2 separate regions of the Mus musculus genome follow, and region 2 is linked to region 1. Evidence: chromatin contacts called from public Hi-C data. All regions are on one chromosome and are shown on one strand. The core of a region is the stretch at or near the end of the contact, and the rest is flanking DNA. Distances in the headings are between cores, read along the strand shown.

Evidence for each region. A called contact is a pair of places that touch in the nucleus more often than the background predicts.
Region 2: a contact with region 1 is called in a Hi-C map of uterus, with 3 times the contacts expected there. The contact joins two enhancer-like sites. A contact is called at or near these places in 1 of 15 datasets of contacts at CTCF or cohesin (CD8 T cells) and 3 of 484 Hi-C or Micro-C datasets (bone marrow-derived macrophages, liver and uterus).

What each region holds. Positions count from the first base shown.
Region 1 is chr10:44,496,610-44,501,780 of GRCm38.p6, forward strand. It overlaps a transcript of Prdm1 not described here. Among named protein-coding and RNA genes, the nearest start is that of Prdm1, 40 kb to the left of the region's middle. Within about 2 kb of position 3,047, at least 6 of the 459 cell types and tissues checked have an H3K27ac peak or open chromatin away from gene starts, as enhancers often do. A contact at or near this core is called in uterus, where this site is marked.
Region 2 is chr10:44,689,165-44,694,335 of GRCm38.p6, forward strand. No RefSeq gene overlaps it. Among named protein-coding and RNA genes, the nearest start is that of Gm22503, 41 kb to the right of the region's middle. Within about 2 kb of position 2,572, at least 57 of the 459 cell types and tissues checked have an H3K27ac peak or open chromatin away from gene starts, as enhancers often do. A contact at or near this core is called in uterus, where this site is marked.

The DNA.
Region 1 (5,171 bases), core at 1,797-4,296:
TTTAAGTATTACTCATGTTTCACGGAACAAATCGAGTCTAAAATTATACACTTGAATTTAATGCTTAGGAGATGAAAGGGCATTAATTCCAGGTGCTTATATTTCAGGCTTCATCAAATAAAACAACAAATTTGTATAATGGGGATTGATTCCCTTTTCTTTTAGGTGAACAAAAAAGTCAACCTCAGATCAGAGTTTATGAATGAATACTCAGATCAGTAAACAGTACTTACTCTTAATTTAATAATAATAATAATAATAATAATAATAATAAAACCTGTACACATAAAATGGTTGTTTGCCTGAAAAATGTTTATCCTTAGAGGGCACATCTCAGCTTCTCCTTACCTTCCCAATAAAAAGACAGAGGTGATTATAGGACATCTTAGAGACTACTTATATCATAGATTGTCTGTATTTTTCTAAGTTTGTGGCCTACTTATAAAGAATGTGGGTTTAAAAAAGAGGATAATTTACTTATTTTCAAAGGGTATCAAAGCATATGCATGCACAGTATCTCATTTGATCATGCCAGCCATAGTCCATTAAGAGTAATCAGTTCAAGTCAGGACAAAATTGCTGAAAGTACATGCGAAAGGATATGAAGAGTTATGCATTTGAAATGATAGTGGGCAGGGGACTTGGGTTATGTAGTCTAGAGGTAGACCAGTTGCCCATCATATATCATTCTTAACAATATAAAATAATAGTCATAATAATAACAGTGACAGTTGGGAGAGCTTTGGAAAGGTGGGTCAGTAAAGAGTCAGTTTTTTTACACATACACAACCACCACACTGGCAAAATCTGTCTGATGGAACCATCTGGGAGCGTGTAGTCCGTTGAATATCTGCAATTTGTAAGGGAAGGCTTGAATGGTAAATTGGAGGTAAACTTGGTCAATTTTAGTTTTTAATCTTAACAGTGGCTATCCATTCCCTTAACCTCTAGGATCATGATAGGCACCTATGAATAGATTCCTGCACATCTTGCAGCAGCTAGTGGGAACTCAAACAACCAGTAAGGATTCTGCCTTCAAATTTGGGGATCTGTATTTTGATCATTGACTACAGACTCTAATCATGGGTTTGTGCAGGCATAAGATCTCTCAGAGTTTGTTGTATATACCTTCTACTCATTGTTTCAGGTTCTTTGTTTTCTGGCAGAGATACCCAGAGAAACTCTGTCTCAAAAAAACCAAAAAGGGGGGAAAAAAGATAAATCACAAGGAATTCCAAGAAAAGTGTGCTGATCTAAAAATAAGGTTGAAGCAATCCCTTGGGAATGCAGGTGGCAGACTTACAAAATGAAGTTTTTAAAACAGCTTAAAATGCTGAAGATGTAAAGGCAAATAAAGTCAAGAGATAGAGAAACAGAATTAGAGAGAAAAATCACAAGGAGACTAAAATATTCCAAAGCAAACTTCTGCCAGGGGCATTTTGTCAGATGTAAGCAAGTTTAAAGGAAAGACAAGGAGCTGCTTAGGTATTTGGGATAAAAAGAAAAGGCCTGACAAAAGCAAAGCCCAAGAGACTGGTGGGACATATCCCAGTTAACCAGCGTGTCCATCACAAGTGGGACATATCCCAGTTAACCAGCGTGTCTATCACAAGTGGGACATATCCCAGTTAACCAGCATGTCCATCACAAGTGGGACATATCCCAGTTAACCAGCGTGTCCATCATGAGTGGGACATATCCCAGTTAACCAGCATGTCTATCACAAGTGGGACATATCCCAGTTAACCAGCGTGTCCATCATGAGTGGGACATATCCCAGTTAACCAGCATGTCTATCACAAGTGGGACATATCCCAGTTAACCAGTATGTCCATCACAAATGGGACATATCCCAGTTAACCAGCGTGTCCATCATGAGTGGGACATATCCCAGTTAACCAGTATGTCTATCACAAATGGGACATATTCCAACTAACCAGCGTATCCATCACAAGAGTCTTATGAGAGAGGGGGTGGGAAAATTATTTGAAGAAATAAAGGCTGAAAATCGTCAAGGTTTGATGAAATGTTTTATATACAAGGATCTAACTCTAAATGGCTAAACTCTAAATGCCAAGTTGGATGAACCCTGGGAACCCACATCAAGATTTATTATATCATGAGATGCCAGTTATCACATATTAAAAAAAAAACTAGGATAGAGTTGAAACTAGGAAACAAAAATTGTCTTTATATATATCCTCTTTTGCAATTCACAGAACCTTTGGCTTGCCTCCTGTCCTTCCTTATCAACTGATATTTCTTTTTCTTGGTCTCCTTTCTAGGAGTTATACTATACCCATACTTACACGCTTATAGATACACATGTATGCATTATAAGCTAGGATTCAAATAGGAAGGAGAACCTGGGCACGTGCTTTATAATCCTAGCGCACCACTCAGGAGGCAGAGGCAATAGGATCTGTATGAATTTGGAGCTTTTGGACACCTTAGTGTAAGGAAAACTGAATAGAAACATAGCCCTATCAGAAGAAAAAGAAACCCTCGGCCCTAAATGCGAAGACATTCAGTTAAAAACAAATCAGGAGAGAAAAGTATCGTTGAAGGTCTTCAGTATGAACTTAGTGACTGAAGGGGAACGTACACAAGGTCTCCCCAAAATATTCCCCCTCCTCTGTGCGAAGTGCTGACCCTGTCTGGAGGCAAGTGAGTTAAGATAAAGTCACTCTTTGCAAACTACTCATGGCTCACATGTCCTGAACTCACTGAAGCTTGTAAAAAAACAAAAACAAAAAAAACAAAACAAAACAAAAAAACGGTCCAGGATCCAGTGGTGGGATATGGTGGATAGTCAATACAACAGACAGAGGCCATTTCAAATGGGTTAAAAATACCAATGTTAAAACAACAAAACAGAGACGATTTCCTTTACTCTCCTTAAAAACAGAGGTATGTTTTCATCTGGAAGACATTCCTAGATGATGAAATCCAAGTTCCTCTTTTAGAAAAGAGTATACACTACCGAGTACTTATCTGGTCCCTTTAAGAAAAAGCCCACAGCTGCATTACCCTCTGCCCCTCTGCACTGGTCCTCATCACTATTTCTCCTTGCAGTCTGTACTTTACAACCGTTTCTCTCCCTGATGGAGCAGATCTCTCCTTCATGCCCAAAGTGCCCTTTGAAGTCTGCCCTCCCTTTAGGGCTTTGGCGGAGGTATTCAGACCACTCACACAACTCCAGCAGAGTTCCTGGACCATCCACGTTCTGTCGAATACAGTTGTTTCATGTGGCCCGTGATTTACTGTCTTAATTAATGCTCAAAAGAAGAAGAGTGTATCTTTGGTGGAGTTTTCCCCCCTTCTTTCCACAAAACAGGACTCTTGGGGTTTCTGTGGACATTGTGCAGGATGGTTTTGCCAAATGGGACGAGGCATGGTTAATACTTTTCCTTTATAACCTTTGCCATAAATCAGCTGGCACTCCGTTTGCACAAGCGCAGCGATTAATGTCCTGCCCCGCCCCCAGCACTTCCCGAATCTTAAACAAAGTTGGAATAAACTGAGGCTGAGCAGAGCCAGTGGGCCCAGTACGTCAGTTTAATGAGGTCTGAATAGATCACACAGGGCATATTGTGGCAGAATGAGGTGGGTGGTGGGGATGCAAATCTCAGTGATGTGAAAGTGGGGGAAGCGAGGGAAAGAGAAGATGTAGGTTTCGGTAGGTGGTGCTTAGACTCGGACACGTGTCTTTGGTAAAGGGAGCACGTCTTACATTCTCTCTGCCATTTGCTCGAGCTTAACTGCGGGACATGTTTAGATTTATCACTGTTTCCCCTCTGTGGTTTTGCTCTTCCATGTTCCCCAACACATGGGAAGTTTATTGTTTGCTGCTTCGTACTTGCTCTTACTCTCTATCCTCCTGCCTGCAATCAGATATCTCCAGATGCCAAAAGAATCCCCTACAGGAGAGAAGAAAAATAAAGAACTGCTTATCAAAGGCCCGGACTCCTCAGAAGCTAATTCTTAGGCCCCACCCATCCTTGGTGGACAGAGTTCTTTCAGTCCACCCTTTCCCATAAATCCATGTTCCTCCCCTTCCATCGATCACATCAGAGAAAGGTATGTCGATCCCTTTTCTGCTCAGTAAGTCAAATGCATGCATAGGATTGTACCTTTGATGAAAGCTATACAACAAGGCAAAAGGAAACAAGCCTCTTCAAAGGAGTCATCTCAGTGGGACTGAGGATTTGGTCAATGGTAGCATGCTTGCTCCACCTCAAAGCCCTGTGCTGAGGGGGCGAGGTGAGGTAGAAGAAGTATCCAATGACTTATTTCCCTAATGTCAGTCCTAAACTCACAACAGACCACCAGGAAGAAGTGACTGTTACCAGAGTTATCTTTTACAGACTGCAGGAAGATTGTTGAAGGAAAGAATTTTAAGAACATATGAACTCTTCTTAAGGTTTTGTTGAATCTGTGAACTCCACACAGGCTGCTTCAAAACTCCTAATTCTTAGTATGTAAGATAACCAGCTTCTAGTCATGTTTATTACTCTCCAATATGACACACGTCAGAAGGTGTTAGTTTTGTATGTAATAGGCCTACTGACTCTGAGGAAACCTAAGTACTAGTTCCTAACTCTCCAGAGCACCAATTTGAGCGTAAGATGCACAAGACCACCTTCCATCTTTGAGACAGAGAGGACACAGTCAACTCTATTCTAGAAGAGGAAGGAAAACTGTTCTTACATTTGTCTACTGTATAAATTATCCCTAGCACATGGCCACCCCATCTCACTTGACCAGATCAGGATGGGTCTAAGTGGTTTGGTCTTAGGAAACTTAGTCTCATCTGAAGTGTTTTCTTCTAAAGCAGGAACTCAAGACTTGAATGTTCTAAATCTGTGTTCCACTCAAAAAATAACCGGAAAGAAAGCATAGCCCCAAACTTGCAGTGCTGAAAGTATTGCACATGGATTTAAATGGGGTTTGTTTGTTGGTTGGTTGGCTTTTCTGTTTGTTTTTGTTTTTCTGAGACTGGGTCTTTCTGTGTAGCCCTGGCTGTCCTGAACTCACAGAGATCCACCTGCCTCTGTCTCTTGAGTGCTGGCATTAAAGGCCACCATTGTCATTCCGACTGAATGTTAAGTCAGACAAATATCCAGCACACCAAACAATGGCACCAAGCTGAAAGCTGTGGATTCTCTAAG
Region 2 (5,171 bases), core at 1,322-3,821, 190 kb after region 1:
CTGGGCAAAATTATCATGTGGTATTAGCTGCTATAGTAATGTTCGCCTTGGAGGGATGTAGTGTGCTTAAAAAGACCATGTAAGAGCTTTTCTTTTAAAGTTTTTTTTTAATATATACTTTTCAGAGTTTCATGCAGAATTTTATTTATGTTTTATTTGTGTCATTTCTACTCCTCCATTATCTGTCCTCCAAGTTCCTCACCCCCTCTTAAATTCATGACCCCCTTTTCTTTAATTACTGTTACCTATTGTTAACCAATCAGGGAGCTTATCCCTGGTGGTGGTAGGGAGGAACCAATCTTTCCTCTTTCGACAGCCACTGAAGCTCTTTGTTTAGGGGTGAGACCTTAGAAAATGTCCCCTCTCCATGCTGGTACATCAGTTGAAGTTACCATTATGTGGGTCTTGTTTCGGTAACTATACAGTTAAGATTTTATAAGTGGAGAGTTTCCACTTTGTGTCTAGAAGACACTCAGTAGCAGCAGGCTAGGCTTGCCCCCTCATACACATACACACACACAATGTATATCTATTTTTAAGTAAGCTTGTTGTAGTGTTTCCCTCTGACTTTTTCAAACATCCTTACCATGATTTGTTCCTCCTGCTTCACTCTCCCTGTATTACTCTCTCTCAGTAAAACTGCCTCAGATTTTGTTTTTTCCTTTTCTGCTTTCACAGTACCTGTTTCCTACTACCCTGTCTAGAGGAGCCCCTTCTCTTTGCTTCCTCCAAAGTCCATTTGAAGAGTTTTTGCTCTGTATTGCCTGAGCTGGGCCCTGGCACACTGGTATCTTTTGTGAAAATTCTCTGAGCTCCAAACTGGCATTTGTGTGCTTGTCTATCTACAGATAATAACCCACAAGCAGTCTTCCTGCTTATGGAATGACTAATTCCACCGTTCTTGAACAGTTGTTCTTGTGGTGGTTTCCACACAGTCCTGCAAAAAAACCATGAAGTCCAAAGGGGGAAAATCACTATGGATATAGTTTATTTCTATGTCCCAAAGCATTTGATTTTGACTATTCTCAGAATTAGAGAAAATACTTTTCTTTCCCAATCTAAATATATAGAAGTTTACTTTCTATAACAAAATTTAAATTTAATTTAATTTAGCATCAAATGACTTGGTAATTACCAGCCTTGAAGTGATATTGAATATTTATACTATTACCCATATCTTAGGTTCACACATCACATTTTCCTTAACACTGGGAATGAATGGGACATTTAAGTTTTTGGGCAAGATAAGGTCAGGATGACAGGCAACAATGGGAAACCATGTTAGACATGCTGACCTTGGTCAAATGTTCTTGATGTTTTTCAGAGCAGACTTAGAAGTCTGTTCTTTGGACTTCATGGTTTTCTGCAGGACTATGTGGAAGCCACCACAAGACTGACTGTTCAAGAATGATGGAATTAGTCATTTTCTTAAAAACTCCTAATATGGCTAGATTAGTTAATAGATAAAGAGTCACATTGGACATGAAGTCCTATTTATATAAGAGGGGCATTGTAAAGTGGATCAAAAAGTTCAAATACTCAAACAACAGCATTGTTGTGATGGGCAGGCAACTCTAGGCATTTGGTGCTACCCAGCACTGATATCCTCAGCGTCACACAGTACCCATTTGATTTGATCTCAAAGCTAGAATTCTAAGGACTATAACCTTAGGAACATGGGGAGAGGTCTACGAGCTTTTTAAAAGTGTGTGTGTGTGTGTGTGTGTGTGTGTGTGTGTGTACATGTTTTCCTGTGCATGAATAGAAGAGGGTAAGAATATTAACCTCTACTTCAAGGGTAATAAAAGTCCATCTGAATTTCCATTTGCTATGTCAGCAAAGAGTATATGAATTCAATAACTCATTTAACAATATGACAAAATATTTATAAAGACTCCCTCACATATAAAATCCATGCATGGTAGTGCACATCTATAATTGAAGTATACATTTATAACCTGAGCACTGAAGAGGTCATCAGAATGGTCACTACAGGTGCAAGGCCAGCCTGGGGTACCTAGTGGCTTCTAGACTGTGTAGGACTACTTATGAAGATCTGTCTCATAAAACAACCACCACTACCAAAAAAAAAAAGTCCTAAGAAATATTAAGTGTAGGTTTTTGTTTACAAAATGTCTAGAGTCATTTTGCTTCCATTTTCACTGCTAAGTTTTTAAGTCTATGGTTCATATCCTATCTCTGTAACTCCTTGGACCCAATCTCCATTCCAGCTCTTTAACCCTTTATTCAAATTGGCTCCTAGAAATCACTGCTTGCCACTTCAGCCTCTAGTGTGCTTTCTTTCAACCCATCCCCACTGTCTCTCATCATTATTTTTCTTCTTGCTCCGGAAACCGTCTCACTTCTTACACCTCTGGCATGTACTCCTCTATTTCCTGCTAACGTCCTGTCTGTTCCGATGTTTCCCAGACGCCTTTGCTTCAGTCTTCAACGCCCTCCTACCCGAGGTTTCCACCTACGTCTTCCACTTCTCACAGGCCACTACAGTGTGCAGAGACTATCCCTGTTCTCATGGCTGCAAGCATGTGGGGACGGTGACTCACAGATTTACAGCTCATGTCCTGTTCCTTGCTCACGGTTTATTCCCATCTCTCTGACTGACCATTGGTCATTTTCACTTGAAATTCTTCCCAGAGTCTCAAATTCAACAACAGCTAGCTAGCTGAGCTTGCCCTCTCCCCCACAAAAACACTTCCCTTTCCTAGTTCCTCGTTTCTGCCCCACAGTCCAGTCTCACGGTCATTCCTGCTGAAAACAAGGAATCCATCTCAACCGTGTCTCTCTCATCCTTACCTTTGCTCACCTGAAATTCCCTATCATGTCTGAAAATTCAGTTCTACTGACTTGTTTCCCCCAAACTTCCCTTACTTTCTCGAGGTTCTTTCTTTCTTGATCATTTACAATGCCTTCTAGCCAGCCTCTCTGACTGTACTTCCCGTCTGTCAGCCTGATCTCACACATTACTCCACGGTTCTCTGAAACAACGTTTCACACTGCTTCCCTGTACCCAACTCTTGGTCCTCCTACGTTATTCATTGTTCTTTCTCGATTGCAGACTATAAAGCAAATAATTATTCTTTGGGTCCCAAAAGATACTGAATACCATGCTAAATTCTATCTTCAAAAGATACAATTGTTGCAGAAATCAAAGGAGAAACCTCTACCACTCAGGTTAGAAAACTAGATTAGTGTCTAAATAACACAATAAATGGGGACAAATGAGAAACTTACCAGTGCTACATGGACCAGGTATAGAACAGCAAGACCAAAAAAAAAACCCAAGTCTTAGATTATGTAATTCTGAACGCTGCTCAGCTGAAGGCTCGGTGAGAGAGCTTTCCTAGGATGAGGGTACCAGTAATTGATCAGAGGAAAGAGATAAAGCAAGTTTGCTGTTGCAACTTTCCTCCTCAGCTTGCCAATGTCGGTAGAAACCCTGCCCCTGGGGGATTCAGCTGTAAATTTATGGTGTTGGAATAATTGATGAACTCCAGGGAGTTTTTACTGAATTCTTATTGGTTCACTTTTTGATGGACTTTTAAAAACTATTACTGACTCTTTGTGACTTCTGTGAACTAGAAAATCACTAAGTCCAAGTTCAAGTGACTCCAAGGTAAATTTTTATGTGCAATGACAGTGTCGGAGAAGTTTCTAGGCCTTGTTTTAGACTATGCTTGGCCAGGCTCTTATATACACCCTTTCTTCAGAGAAAGGACACAAGGAAGAATATTTCAAGTCAGTTATACCAGATGTTGGGGAGAAGATGTTGGAAGAAGATAAAATAACTCAGCAAATTAACTTAAGAAGGAAAAGAGAGGCTTAAAAAAACGTTTTTTAAAAAATCTATTTTTATTTAAGAAGGGAGTTGGTGTGTGACTTTGTACTTTGTTCTTAAAATCACTTTTATTTTCCTAGCCACACCACATTGATAAAATCCAGATGAGTCTTTGGCTACATTAACTTGCTGGATAGCTTTGTCAAATGTTGTCCATCTAGAAAAAGGCTATCCATCTTGAGTCTCACCACAGCCTGCTATATACTATAGCTACAAGTAAGAAAAGCCTTTTAAAAACTCTCTTGTTACTGCTATTGTGTTGAAGACCCTCACCCTTGACCCAGCCATCTTGCTTATAGAAAACCATTTTTTTCCCATGAGTGTCTAGTGATATGTGTGTGTTTGTACTAACAAGACTGAGACATACTTGGCAGTACTGCTATTATGTTTACAAATCTAGGTTCAGTAAAAGATCCTGCCTCAATAAAGTAGAGAGTAGCCAAGGAAGGTGCCTGGCCTCTACTTCAGAGGTGAACAGCTTGTCCAACATTACCAAAAATGTTGCTAAGGCAGGAACAAGAGAATGTCTAAGGGACTTAGGAGCCTGAAAATCACCAGAAACATTGTATGTTGTATGTTATATGTTGGGAACAGAACCCAGCCAAGAGTGGATTGAAGAGAGAATTGGGATGTGAGGAAATAGAAACACCAAAATCTAGATGACTCTACAGTGGAGGAGCTGGAGATGAACAGGAAAGGAATGATAATTAGGGGTACAAAGGGCCAGCAGTCAAGGTAGTTGATTATAGAGTCTGTCCATAGCTTTACATGAATGATTCAGAAGGCAGGGAGACACGAGTGATATAGAAAAAGGAGATACTACAAGGAGGGTCCCTAAACAAGGATAATTCTAGAGTTCACAGGTGGAATTGCCTTTCAATATAAGGGATGCATCTTTCACCATATTCAGAGGGTTTTATGAGTGTGGCTATTGATCAGACATACCAGATCTGTAGTACTGAAAAGAGAAGGAAGGAATAGCATTAATTCTTTAGTTGCAAACAATAGATGATATTTATAGTTAAGTTAAGAAACGAATAATGGGTTGGATGAATTATGGTACCTTAAAAACAAAGAAAGGAGGAGCTAGAGAAAGTAACCAAGGAGCTAAAGGGATCCACAACCCTATGAACTAACCAGTACCCCCCGGAGCTCGTGTTTCTAGCTGCATATATATCAGAAGATGGCGTAGTCGGCCATCAGTGGAAAGAGAGGCCCATTGGTCGTACAAACTTTATATGCCTCAGTACAGGAACAAGAAGTGGGAGTGGGAGGGTGGGGGAGTGGGAGGGTGGGGGAGTGGGTGGGGGGAGTG